Regions from separate parts of the Columba livia genome. Here region 1 is linked to region 2. Evidence: chromatin contacts called from public Hi-C data. All regions are on one chromosome and are shown on one strand. The core of a region is the stretch at or near the end of the contact, and the rest is flanking DNA. Distances in the headings are between cores, read along the strand shown. Region 1 holds the start of SLC17A6 (solute carrier family 17 member 6). Region 2 overlaps GAS2 (growth arrest specific 2).

Evidence for each region. Hi-C and Micro-C count contacts between places; a contact is called where the count stands out from the background.
Region 1: a Hi-C map of liver shows a contact between it and region 2, with 2.5 times the contacts expected there. The contact joins the promoter of SLC17A6 here to the enhancer-like site in region 2. A contact is called at or near these places in 2 of 2 Hi-C or Micro-C datasets (crop and liver).

The regions. Positions count from the first base shown.
Region 1 is chr5:64,186,247-64,192,544 of bColLiv1.pat.W.v2, forward strand. SLC17A6 (solute carrier family 17 member 6) reads right to left here and starts at 4,639. Exons shown (of 12, transcript NM_001282833.1): 1 at 4,546-4,639; 2 at 1,424-1,676; 3 at 222-340. The coding sequence starts at 4,631.
Region 2 is chr5:63,974,831-63,981,472 of bColLiv1.pat.W.v2, forward strand. All of the region lies in intron 8 of GAS2 (growth arrest specific 2), which reads right to left. Among named protein-coding and RNA genes, the nearest start is that of SVIP, 34 kb to the left of the region's middle. Within about 2 kb of position 5,206, at least 1 of the 3 cell types and tissues checked has an H3K27ac peak away from gene starts, as active enhancers do.

The DNA.
Region 1 (6,298 bases), core at 3,389-5,888, 210 kb after region 2:
AAACCAAAACGAGATAATCCCCGGCAAAAGCAGAAGGTAGTTCGAAGGTGGGTGATCAATGCATCACCACAGCCGCGTTTCCAGTTTCTATGCAAGTGTTTTTCCCTTTTTTTTTTTTTAAGACGATAGCCCTTGGAGCAGGGCCGGGTTGCTGCAGGGCTCCCCCCGCCGCTCCCCCCTCGGCCTGGGACCGGGCCCTGGGGCCGTTTAGGTGTCGTTACCTGTTCGCTGCCAGCCGGGACGAGATGTACCCGCCGGGGATTTGGGTGATTATGTACCCCCAGAAAAACGAGCCGTGGATCATGCCGACTGTTTCGGGATCCCAATTAAACTTCGCTTTCTTCCAATGCAAGGCACCGGGAGAGAAGGAGAGAAAGAGAAGAGGAAGGCTGTAATCGTGCCGGATTTGAGCTTTCACCCGCAGTAACTTCACACCGGGCGGGCGAAGGGGGGGAATTCCAGCGCCGGCGGAGCACAGGGACAAGGGACAAAACTGCTCCCTCCGCTTCAGACCATGGCAGCAAACACCCCAGCTGCCCGCCAGATAAATAAACGGAAAAATGCATCAAATAACAGCGATAAAACCAGCACCGTGGGATGCGAGAGGGGCAGGGGCGCTGATGAATGACCAGAGCCCCGGGTACCCCGAACCGCCGACCGCGGGGCCGGGCAGCGCAGAGCCGGGGCAAAGCGGGGAAACGCGGGGACCTGAGGCTGCGACACCTTGGGGCCGTGTCTGCCGGGCTTGCACAGACACCCCTGAGCGGCTGGGGGTCGGAGGCGTCCCCTGCCCTCCCTGCTTGCACGGCCGTGGCTGTAAGCACCTACCTCTTGCTTGTGCAAGGAGTAAACTATCGAGGTTTGTCTGCGGACTTGTATATTTAACACTCATCTGTATTAAGCATTCACCTCTTTCCCGCAAGGATTTAAAACACCCGCTTTAAAACGGGTCTTCTCATTTAGCGCCTTTTATCAACGCAAATTCTTTCACCCTGGTGTTTACAGACATTCCTGCGCAACCTCCCAGTCTCCGTTACAGCGCGGCGAATCCGCCGGCAGTCGCTTGTTCGACGCCTTCTTCCCCTATCCCCTACATTTATTTTACAAAGTATCTGCATTTTTCAAGGTTGTGGGCAAAAAATCAAACAAACAAAAAGTGAAAATGTGCCCCCAAATTAATACGGCGAAATAAGGCTGGGAAATGAAAATAAAAAAAAAATAGGAATAATCGGTAGGAATGGTTTCTCCTTCAAGCACGGGGTTTCCGTCCTCCAAAGGGCGGCGGCACCGGGACCGAGGAGCATCGCGGGCTGAATCGGGGGGAAATGCCCCAAAACCTCCGAGCCCGTCTCGCCTGCGCTAAGGTGCTTGACCTGGGAGTTGCACTGGGAGGACACGGGGTTTACGAGGGAAAAGTTCCCACCTCTTTAATAATCTTTCCTCCTCTGTGGATGGTGCTGTTATTGACCATATCCACGATGGCCACTCCCAAGTTACATCGGATCCCGAAGGAAATGCAGAATCCCAGTCCACTCATGATGGCAATGATGTACCTCCGGGGCAGCCCGAAGCAGGTACAGTCGCACAGCGGCGCTTTCTTTTCGGGCATTTCCACGGGCTTTCCATCTTCTGTCAGCTCGATGGTGTCCCCGGGCTTCTGCCTCTTCTCTAGGACCCTGCCCGGCACAAGAAGGGAAAAATCAAGCCCTGAACACACCTCGAGGAGCTGAAGGTTTAAATTTACCGCTCCCCCCGCCCCTTTGGCTCGGTTTGGATTGATTTGAGGATATACTCCTTGTTTTCAGTTCACCTTCAGCTGTTCTTTAGCAGTGACCTGTGGGAGTCAGGATTAGTCATCCCCAGCTGCCCCCGCCGCAGGAGCCCAGGGAGGAGCTCTAGCTGAGAATTGCTCATCTATCATTAAAGACTTCTGCTCAAATATGTAGGACGCATTAAGAAGACATCAGCTGTAACCACTGCAGAGGCGCCATGTTGGGTAGCCCAAGAGGCAAAGTATGGAAACGGAAACAATCTTTTGGAGAAGGTTTTATTCCCTCCTTGCTCTATTAGAAACACCAAGGGGGATGATCTTGGTGTGTATCTCGCTTCAGTTCTGGGAACAAAAGAAATATCAACAGAAAGCGGGGGAGGGGTGCGATATTGCTACTTATTTTAGATTTGCAAAATGGCTGTCACATGCAGTGGAAGAAAATATGACCGTCTTTAGAGAACTGGGATCTCCGGAGAAGACTTTCCTAAAGATCTCATCTGCTCAGCTACACATCGAGAGAGTGTGATGGCTCAGCAGGTTTAACCTTCCCAGATCAGCTTTAAGCTCGATCTCATTGCCCCCACTCCCTTGTTTTCACATGGGGATCCTATCTCCTAGAAAACAATGTGCAGGAATCTGAAGGGAAATGGTTATTTGCAGCTATTTCGAATCAACAGAAAAATACCGAAAGAAAAAAACAACAAAACCAGCCCACACCAACCCTGCCATCCACGAAAGGTGACTTAGAACATTTCATTTTATTTCTTCTTTGGCGAAAAAGCTTTAAAAAAGCCGTGTCGGTAGTAAGAAAGATCGGTTTTACCGAGCGAGCGTCCCATGCGGAATCTCTTAAGCCTCTTTAAGATTCTCTTTTCTTAATCACTGAGATATTTAAAAGACAAACCGCATCCATCGTGGCTCCGAAGTCTTGAGGAGAGAATACGTGACCATTTCCCGACACTCTGCCATCAACCCTGTTTTAGGAGTGTTTTCTCATGTCAGAAATTCTCCTCGGAGGAGAATCCCTTTGAGGTTAATTCATCCGGCTAATGGGGCACTAACAATTAGCAGAATCAGGCTCAAAAGGTTCTCCGTGTTTTGGAGAAAATACAGGGATTTTCTCCAATAGTTACTCTGTTGAAATTCTTCCGATTTTTCTTTGCTGGAAGAATTCTTTCCATATTTAAAGACCGCAACATTAAAAAATGTTGTGAATAAAATAAACCACCGTGGTTTTATGTTCTAAATTCGTTCGTTCGAATAAAGGATGATGTAGAAGTGTTTTCTCCCTGAATGGGTTTCTTGTCGTCGGGAAGACACTAGGAATCAATGTACAAGGCACGGGAAAACTGTTTTAATTTTAAGAATCGAAAACAAAATAATTCAGTCCCGTGAGTTGAAAAAGATTTGTAAATCGGACATTAGTTAATCAAGAGGGGCGTTCAAACGGAATTTTGCTGTAAAATACGAACACCGTTTCTTCATTATTCCCTGTGGGACTATATAAAAGCAGTAGGCATGATCGGTATAAGTTGTAGACTCTTTTAGGGTGAAAAAGAGCTTTATTTCTTCAATTACATTTCAATAAGTTATTCTGGATTATCAATATTTATTTTTCTGATCATTGAAAATTACTTAAATATGACTCAAACCAGTAGGATATTTACTGCGTTGTTGATGGCTTTGGTTTTGCTTTTGGCTTTTCAAAATTGTACCCTTCCTACTAAAATGGAAGCGTTAATTTTGTCTTTCTCACTTCACTGATATGTTCCCTTCCCTGAAAATGGCAGCAGAAGTTGTGACTCACGCTGTGGAACAGCCCTGTGCCCAACACTGCCGCATAGGTATGGAAAAAGACTCCTACGTGCCCTACCCATGGCAGATAAATCCGCAGTTGCCTTTAATCTGTAATTTGAGGGAAAAAGAAAATCTTCAGGGTAATTTCTAGCAAAAGGGACAATAGAAAAATACGTTGGAATTTCACAGACTGTTCTCACGCATCCTAGAGGTCACTAAAGTCGCCAGATTGGATGGAACACGATGTGTCAACTTTGGGGCATACACTTTTTAGGTATGCGAGAATTTGGGCTTGTTTATCTGTGTGTACAGGTCTGGAAGGCGGTAGAAATGTTCTGTACACACAGAAACACACTGCTGAGCGATGTTTTTGAGTTTAGCAATTGCAGTTGTGTATTACTTATAAGGCAAGTGGATGCTTCTCAAGGCAGACGGATAAATAATTAAACACATCCCTCTATATGTTTCAGCTTCAGGGAAAAAAAATCGTTCGGATATCAATTATTTATACATCTCCATGTTTATCTTCCTCTGACGACGAATTACACAAGGGAGAAGACTAATCGAAACCAGGAAAGATTATTATTATTATTATTTTTTAATGATTGGTAAAGGCAGCGAGAAAGATCCTGTGACTGCATTGCAAAATTAACAGGGAACAAAAATTCAGGGGGCTGCTCTCTCCTCATCGTGATTTCGACAGGATCCTGGTTTTGTGCGAAAAAGATGGGGTAATCTTTTGCTACATATTCACTGACACCATCTACGAATCAGATAGAGAAGTTACGAGGGTGCCATATTGAGAAGCTTCAGCACTAGTTTCCAGGTTCCAGATTATATCAGCAGTATCTCAGCAGCTCCCAGACCCTCCACCACTAGCCTCCCCAAAGCATTCGACCTCCTTCAGCAGCTGGTAGTAAAGGAAAGCTTCCATTTTTTTCTAGGAGGTAGAGTCCTAAGAGAGATCTCAGTCTTACCTGTAGAGTTGACCAAGCGATTTTCCAGCAAAATTCTTCAATCCCTCCTTACCAGGGGTCAAAATCCTTTGTTTTACCGACTCCATTCCTGCAGGGATGCTCGCCAGATTCTGCTCTGCTCTGGATAGGGCACTGCTACGAGCAACGATGGTTCATATTGGTTTAATCTCTTAACTTTGCCCCCCTCATTAAATGGCCATCAGTGCACCTCCGGGTAAAGGGAGAGCGAGAGGAAGCGTGCGCGCTGTGTGTGTGTGTGAGAGAGAGAGGGAGAGGGAGAGACGGCGTGCGGAGCCGGGGGGGGAGAGGGCGAGGGAGCGCGCCTGTGTGCGGCAGCGAGCGGGGAGTCTGCGAGCGCTGCAGGCAGCCGCCGGGGTTCCCGGCAGCGCGGAGTTGCCAAGCACGGTCAGAAAGTCTTCTCGGCCTCGCAGGGTGCAGTGGCGGCGGGTGGAGGCAGTGCCATGCCCGTCTGGGAGGGGACGGAGATCCCTTTGCGGGAGCGTTTCAGAGCAATCTCGGTTTGGCGCTGGCTGTAGAGCTGGAGGGGGAGGGGGGCGATTCGCCGGCTTAGGCAGACTGCCACGAAGTCCCCCGCGCCCCGGTGTCGCAGGCTAAATCCCTCGGAGGGCGAGGAGCCCTGGCGTGTCCCCGCGCCGCTCCCACCCGCCCAGCGCGGCCGCGCAGGTCGCGCCCCAAGGCGGCGGCAGAAGCGAGCGGCACCCTGAGGCGCCTCGCCCCGTTCAGCACCGCGGACAGCGCCGCGGCCCCTTCAGCACCGCGGACAGCGCCGCGCCTCCTCCGCGCCCCGCGGAGCCGCGTCCCCGCCTCCCGCTCCCGTCCGCGCAAGTGGGGCCCCGTGAGGGGGAACCCATGGCCACCTCCCTCTTTGAGTCCAGCTCGGTGCCATGGGGTTTGCCACACGTCGGGGTGAGCGTCGCTCACACCGTTGGTGTGGAGAAAGGACGTGGCCTTGGTGCAGTCGGTGGCGCTTCTGGGGAAACAGGGAATTAACTGCAAATAATGCTGCTCTTGCTATAAATAGATAATATCTATTCTAAAGGTATATTTATCTCTATACTCGTATTTACTCAAACAGATTACATTGTATCATATGAGGCATCCATTAGTGACTGCTTTCTCATAAGCATTTCATATTTTCCATCTCTTTTGTGTCTTCTTCTTTCACGCCTCCAAGTAGGCCAGTGTAACATTTAGACTTCATTTGTGGCATTTACAGCACTGCAATGAGCTGGGCACATTCTGAACAGAATTATTTTTCTTTCTAGAATCTAGTAGTCATTTTCTGACTTAAAATACTTCAAAGTAGATTGAAGATGCAAAATGTAGTATTTATTTAGAAGTCATATCCATTGTATTTCTCTTAGGCTTCGTGTTAATCTTAAAGTTTCTGTAGATTTGTTAATAAAAAAAAAAAAACACACAAAACCAACAAAAAAGTATAACTTGTGCTCTAAACAAATCCTTCTAAAATGAAGGAACTTCCTAGCTGGGGATAGAATGTAAACAGCATACTTTAAAAGTAAGATTCCCTGATGAAAATGTGTGTCGTAGCTGCAGTATCCTAAAAACAACTGCTCTTTGGATTTATATCAATATTTTTTTCTGACGTTGCCCTCTGGTGGAGGGTTAATGAAGTTTTACAGCAGCAAAGCACGTTTATACAAGACCAATTATTTTAATATTGACATTTCCCTAATGACTAATCCATCTAGAATTTCGATATTTCCTTTCA
Region 2 (6,642 bases), core at 3,956-6,455:
GCCTCTTACCTCCATCCCCTGTTTTTTAAATCAGAGCTACATGCATAACCAAGAAAATTACATTTGGAAAGTATCTAGAGACAGATTATTTTATCAGATCTTTCTTGAATTAAGACTACCGACTATTCTTTTAAATAAACGGGCCTGAAATACACTTGTTTAACTCCATGGGTTTCATTAAAATGTTTTACACTGGGGTAATGAGGGGAGAATGAGGGTAGCATAATTTCAATAATGTTTATACTTCGCCTTAATTTCCTTTAACTAGCACAAAGCATCCTCTCAAAGTCTTCAAAATTATGTCAGCGCAAGTCTATGGGGTATGATGTTACGACATTGGAATGAAATTATGTCACTGCAAATCTATGAAAGCAACATTGTAAGTAATGAACCAAAGCTATACTAATGTGTTAAAAAATTGTGAAAACAATCTGAATGGAATAAACAACTTTGAATAAAATTAAGATATTACGGACCAGAAATTATTTACCTGAGATGGTAATCATCAGCCTTGATAATAGATTCATACATATATACATACATATATATATATATATACACATACATACATATATATATTTGGCTCTAGAGCCAAATGCAGTCAAGTGCAATCTATAGTATATTATCTAAATTCGAATCCACTATATTTCAAGTGACTGCAGCTTGACTGGAAGTTTTTGGGCAAACTTTGGTCAGAGTATAAATAATAATGGCAATTACATATCAGGTGTCACTACTGGAAAAGAGTGCAAATGGTTGGAGAATTTAAACCAGCACATTAAGTGGGCAAAATCTACTCCTGATACAGGAAATCCACATCTGGTCCTTCTCCCAGATTCTAAAAATAGTCATCCAAATGCAAATCAGAGGTGATTTAATTGCATTGATGAGGGTAGCATAAGCACAAATTAACCTATGACGAGATGGCTGCATGAAATGTCACTGTTGCCAACTTTTCTTGCTCCATCTTTTTCCTTTCTTTCTGGGATCAGATTAGCACTCACAGTCATCTTGAATCAAATTTCCAGTGCATTTGAACCTCAAATGGGTTTACTCTGAAATTATAGCGCCACAGAGAAATGTAGGATCTGCATTTCAACTTACAAAGTGTATGAATTTTACATATTGAAGTTGACTGTTTCATTTCACACACATAACCACTTTGTCACAGTCATTACACCCATTTTTGGATCTCCTTAGCAGCACTCCGTATATAACCTTACACTAGCCCACCACCAACACTACCCATAACTGAACATACAAACTACAGTGATTTCAGTTCCCAGGAACATTAACAAGTATTTCTAATGTTCTAAACTGTACACATATGAATCATCTGAGTTTTTCTGTTGTTTTTTTTGTTGTTTTTTTTTTTTTTTTTAAACCAGGCATTTATTTAAAAATGGTTCAGCCCAAAGTGAAAATCAGCTGAAATCACAGAGTCTGATGTGTCATGTTGACTTTTTAATTGTTTTGACACAAGACAAAACATTTTACATGGACATGAAACTGCAAAGATTTACCCGTTTAGTAAATTTGGGTGATAAAAGAGAAAATACTGATGTTTTTGTTCTTTTCAGCCCTATTTTGACAGCACATCTGATATTAACTTTGTGCCTAATCCTCACTTTTCCATGGGACAGATCCAGGAAAAATCATGGTAATACTATCACTTTTGTTCTGCAGAATTCCAAGTTTATCTTTGGAATGTGTTCCAGGACAGTTTACTGTACTTTCATGTCACTCGTGAGTGGTTGACCAGGTGCCAAGCCCTAAAAATCCATTTAAGTGCTGTGAGTGCTACCAAAAAATGCCACCTCCTGGGTGTCAAAATTAAGTTCAAGAACCGATGGGGAGAGGAAATCAAAGTTAAACAGTGCACAGATTTCTTGCAGAGTGCTCTTTTTCTTTGGGATATTTAATAATTTTAGGACTGTGATAACTCTCTTGACGCAGAAATGAATTATTTAAAGTTAGTATTAGTAATTTAGTTTAGTTTTGATAGCTGCCAGCTGTAACCTGACGGCATTTAGATTTAGTCACATGGAAATCCCCTGTTGTATATATTCTAGTATGTTGGATCTCTTTGCACTCGTCAGTTTTATATCTTTCCGCAAATACCAGAAGAAAGATCTTTTTAGGTTCTGGCAAAGATCTTGGAATGGGAAAATGCGCTGGTTGCCAAAAAGGCACTGATTACTGTAGCAGAGTAGCCTGGAGTTTCTATCCTTTTCCTTTTAATATGTGAACTTGTTTCTGATTTAGAACTGACTCTCCTGGCAAAGGTGTTTTCCTCACTGCTAGTTTGTGCATAGCGAGACTATATGTGACTTTATTGTCTCAGAGTACACAAGCCAGTTTTCACTTACTCAAAAGCACAAATGATTTTTATATCATTTAGTCTTACGTTGCAAAAGACAGAGTGCGTGCAGACAAGATAGGGACAGAAACCACTTCTACTGCCTGTATGCTTTTTAACCATGATTTCAATAACAGAAATTATGGAAAACTGCTTAAAAATCAACGAAGAAAAGAGAAAAAGTCTTTCTAACAAAAGGAAGAACTACCTTTAGACAAACCCAGTATGAAAGGATCAAGTACGCAAGGATACTTGCATACTTCAATACTTCACCCTTAGATTTCAAAGTGCTTTTTGCTTAGCGTCAGCATAATAGATTTTCCTTTGATAATGTGTCAATAGAGAATTTAATGAATGTTTACAAGATGACCTTGCACAGTGAAAACATTTCTTTGTATAACTGAGGGGGAGGTTGTTTTGTTGTTGTTCGTTTTTTTTTGGTTTGTTCTCTTTCTGTTAAGGTGATTGGGTGATGCTCCAGTAAAGCCCAAAGAAGCTATGGAAACATTTGTGGCTGAAATGCCTTCTCATATATTCTCTCATATTTATTGCTGCTACATCTGAACTGTGGGGTAGAAAGCACTTTCTATGTGCCATATCTGTATGCGGTGTGCTGGCCACATCTTAAACCATGAGAAAGCAAGATTTTTATTCTTTTTTTTAACCTTATCTCTTCCTCTTATCTTCAGATTTCCACAGAAGAGAAGCCACAACAAACAGCTCTAGCTGCATACTCGATCTGGACATACAAGAAACCCCATGTGTCCAAAATGACATCTATTTCATAATCTAAACATGGCCAGAGCTGCCTAGAGGGAGCTACTGTTGCAGTTCCTAAAAATGCTACTTGAATCTACAGGTCTGTTAAATCCCTAAAGCCTTGATTTGATCCATTAATCCATCCACAGTGAGTAAATTATTACTTATATAAAAATAATCTGAGAATGAAGCATGACAATGCTTGACTTCTTAAAACCATACACTGAAATTCTACAAATGTGACATAATAAAAAGTGAAAGTGAACAAGTGCACTCTTTCAAATGAGATACTAAAGGCCAAAGTCTTCATGCCCAGAGTCCTGCAAAGAAATTAATCGCAACTGCATGGCAAGTGAGATACATTTACTAAGCCATGTCTGCTTCAAAGCAGATCCTGCTGGCATGTAACTTGTCACAAAATCAGGTCTTCAAGGGAACTGTTTGTGAGAAATCAGTTTCCCAGCTGGCACTGGGGGAATTAATTTCTACTGTCACAGAATCAACGAATTACTTAGGTTGGAAGAGACCCTTGAGATCATCGAGTCCAACCATAACCTAACTCTAGCACTAAACCATGTCACTAAGAACCTTGTCTACATATCTTTTAAACACCTCCAGGGACGGTGACTCCATCACTTCCCTGAGCAGCCTGTTGCAGTGCTTCACAACCCTTTTGGTGAAGAAATGTTCTGCATGGTGTCTCTCACCACATGCATATTCTAACTTCAAGGTGGGGATTTGGCAGGGTCAGATTAGACCAAGAGGAGGGGGCTAGTCAGTGCACTTAGGTGACCACTATACTCATAGAAGATCAGCTTGCCTGAACTTGCTTGAAGCCGTAGGCATTTTGTGGAGCAGTTAGGGCAGCACCCATGCCTTAAGGATAAGTCAAGAGCTGTGTCTCAGTAGGAAACTATCTAAGCTTGGGAGATATGGGGAATATTTGAGAAATCAATGATAAACATTGAAGAAGGAATGATGAATGTCAAGCATTAAGAAAAGGCAGGGGAGTATTTCTAGATTTGAACTGATTGGTATTCTCATTCTTTGTCTCAGAAAGTTCACAATTGGCTCTACAGACTTTGCTTCCACCGAAGTCCAGCGTAGTATGGAAACACAGAACCACCCAGCTGACACAAGAATGATACGTGGGAGCACATCTAAGTGTGCACATGGTATATAAAGCAGATGAGGCTTCCTAAATACAAACGTGTATTTGGGCGGTAGGTCAACTGGTTCATAACATTTTTTTCCATTTCTGTGTTACAGATAAAGTCAAAGAATTGTGTGTTGCCAAACAAAGCTGCTTCAGGCTGGAGAATCTGGTAAGCTAGTTTTAGCTTCTATTTAAAAAAATACTTTTAGTTTTTGTTATTAGGTTGATTTTGAAAGTGGAAACTCATCATTACAATAAGACTGTGGGTTTTAACTTCTTACATGGCCATGGACAAACCAAATCAGTAGCCCTGGAGAGAGCCCCAAAGCTACAGAGACCTCCCCCTTAGACCAGCACTGCTGATGCTAAACACCAGTTCTGAGAAATTCTTCCCATATTTTCTGCTCAAAGTATCTCCTAAGCAAGTACTATGATTTTTTAACAGCTAGGAAGCATGAATTAATTCCTCCTGTGAAGAAGACAATGTAAAAATGTGATTTCTGTTTTTATGTCAACATCGTCTCTCACCATCAGCAGTCTTATTTTTCTATCGGATTCTTTACTTCACTATTAGAAAAGCAGGGATACTACATAATTCCTGAAGTATTAAATGGCAATGTATTAATAATCACTAGAAGCTCAAAAAAATTACTTGAAGGCTCTAAGCCAAATGCAGCCAGACTCTTGGCTTTGCAGAAGAATTCATTGACCAACCTTTTATACAGATGTAGACACATTGCCAGACCTGGATCAAACGCTTGATCTCCATATTTCCTACAGCAAAGACTTTCATACCATAGGCACCATATTACACAGTATAAGGCTTTGAGCTTGAAGGCATCTCATCTGGCTTAACCCTCAGGCCAGCCTTTTTGGACAAAATTGAAATCACAGTAGAGAAAAGGCAGAGGAGCTAAAAAGGCATCACAAGCCTAGTCAGTATGTTAAGGACATTTTGCAATGTTTTTCACTAGCTGACAAAAGGGATCTGGATGCTTAGCACTTTTAACAAAAGGTCTTTCCCTACTGTTGTACACATATTCAGGTGCTCCTAACCCACTAGTTTATTTATCCTCACTACCTTTTTTTGTGTGCTGATGGGATTTGCTGAAGCACTGAGAACCAACTTAACTCCACAGAGATTGGTGGGGTTTTTTTGTTGGGTTTTTTTTTTTGAACTAGGGCTAGGTCAAGACTAACCACTTAAATTATAATATCTGATTAAAAAAAGTTCAAACCAAACAAACAACATCCCCACTTTGCTGTTACTTTTCCTTAGTTGGAAAAAGGGGTTCCGAAATTAGGCCAGTAAGCCTAAGCAAATTAGCTACGTTACACCTGAACCTGTGAGATAATGAAACACAATTACCAACACATGTAGAGCAGGCTTTCACTGACTCCTTCAAAATCAGGGCTTACGCTCCATTTCCTTATGTAGGACTTCCTATAGCTTCTTTTGCAAGCACTAAATTTAATTTAAAGAAAAAAAACAACCCACCACTCTACCAAAGTAGACTAAGGAGAAGGAGACTTGAGAACAATGTACACTTTCAGCCCGAAAGCGCCATGATATCATTCTTTGGCTCACTAATATATATACTTGGAAGTACTGGGGCAGGGAGGAGGGAAGGAAAGAGAAACAGGGTTCTTTGTACCCTTATGAAACACCAAATGACTCCTTCTCCCTCTTGCCCCTCAGTAAATCACGGGGAAGCAGTTAAGTAACACGAACCAAGAAATTAGCACAAACAGCAGAGTCATTTCTGGAAAGCTGGTTTACCTAAAACGCCAGCCTGTCATTTTACCTGATTTATGTGACTCTGGTGAAAAGGTTTTACACGGAATTCTGAATGCCACTGCGGTTCTACACCTCAGACACAACAGAATATTGATATTTAAAACACATACTTTTTGCAAAGAAGGTTTTTCAGGCCAGCCAGGATTATCCTTACATTCTTTGTAATAGATGTCTGTGTTTTATATGTATACAGAGAAGAAATAGTAGTAACTATACCCCCTTGACATTTGGGGGTTGTGGACGTGTGTGATTTTTAAGCTAAAGCTGTAAACTGGCTTCAAGTTTACTTTTAGGTATCTATTTTACTTCCCATTTGCAGATCTCATTTGCTTTCATTACATTTTTGGGGTACATTTGAACAGGGAAAAGACTGAAAATACATTTGACAGAACATAGAAAATGAGCAAATATATAGAAAAGCCTGTTTTCATGTATAGATATCCCTCAAGGAAATAACTCATTACTTCAAGACCATCACAATAAATCCCTTCTGGACTCAAGCAAAGAAAACAATGTTGTTAAGGTTAACTAATGGCACTGGGTATACATTTCAACAGAACTTAATATCCA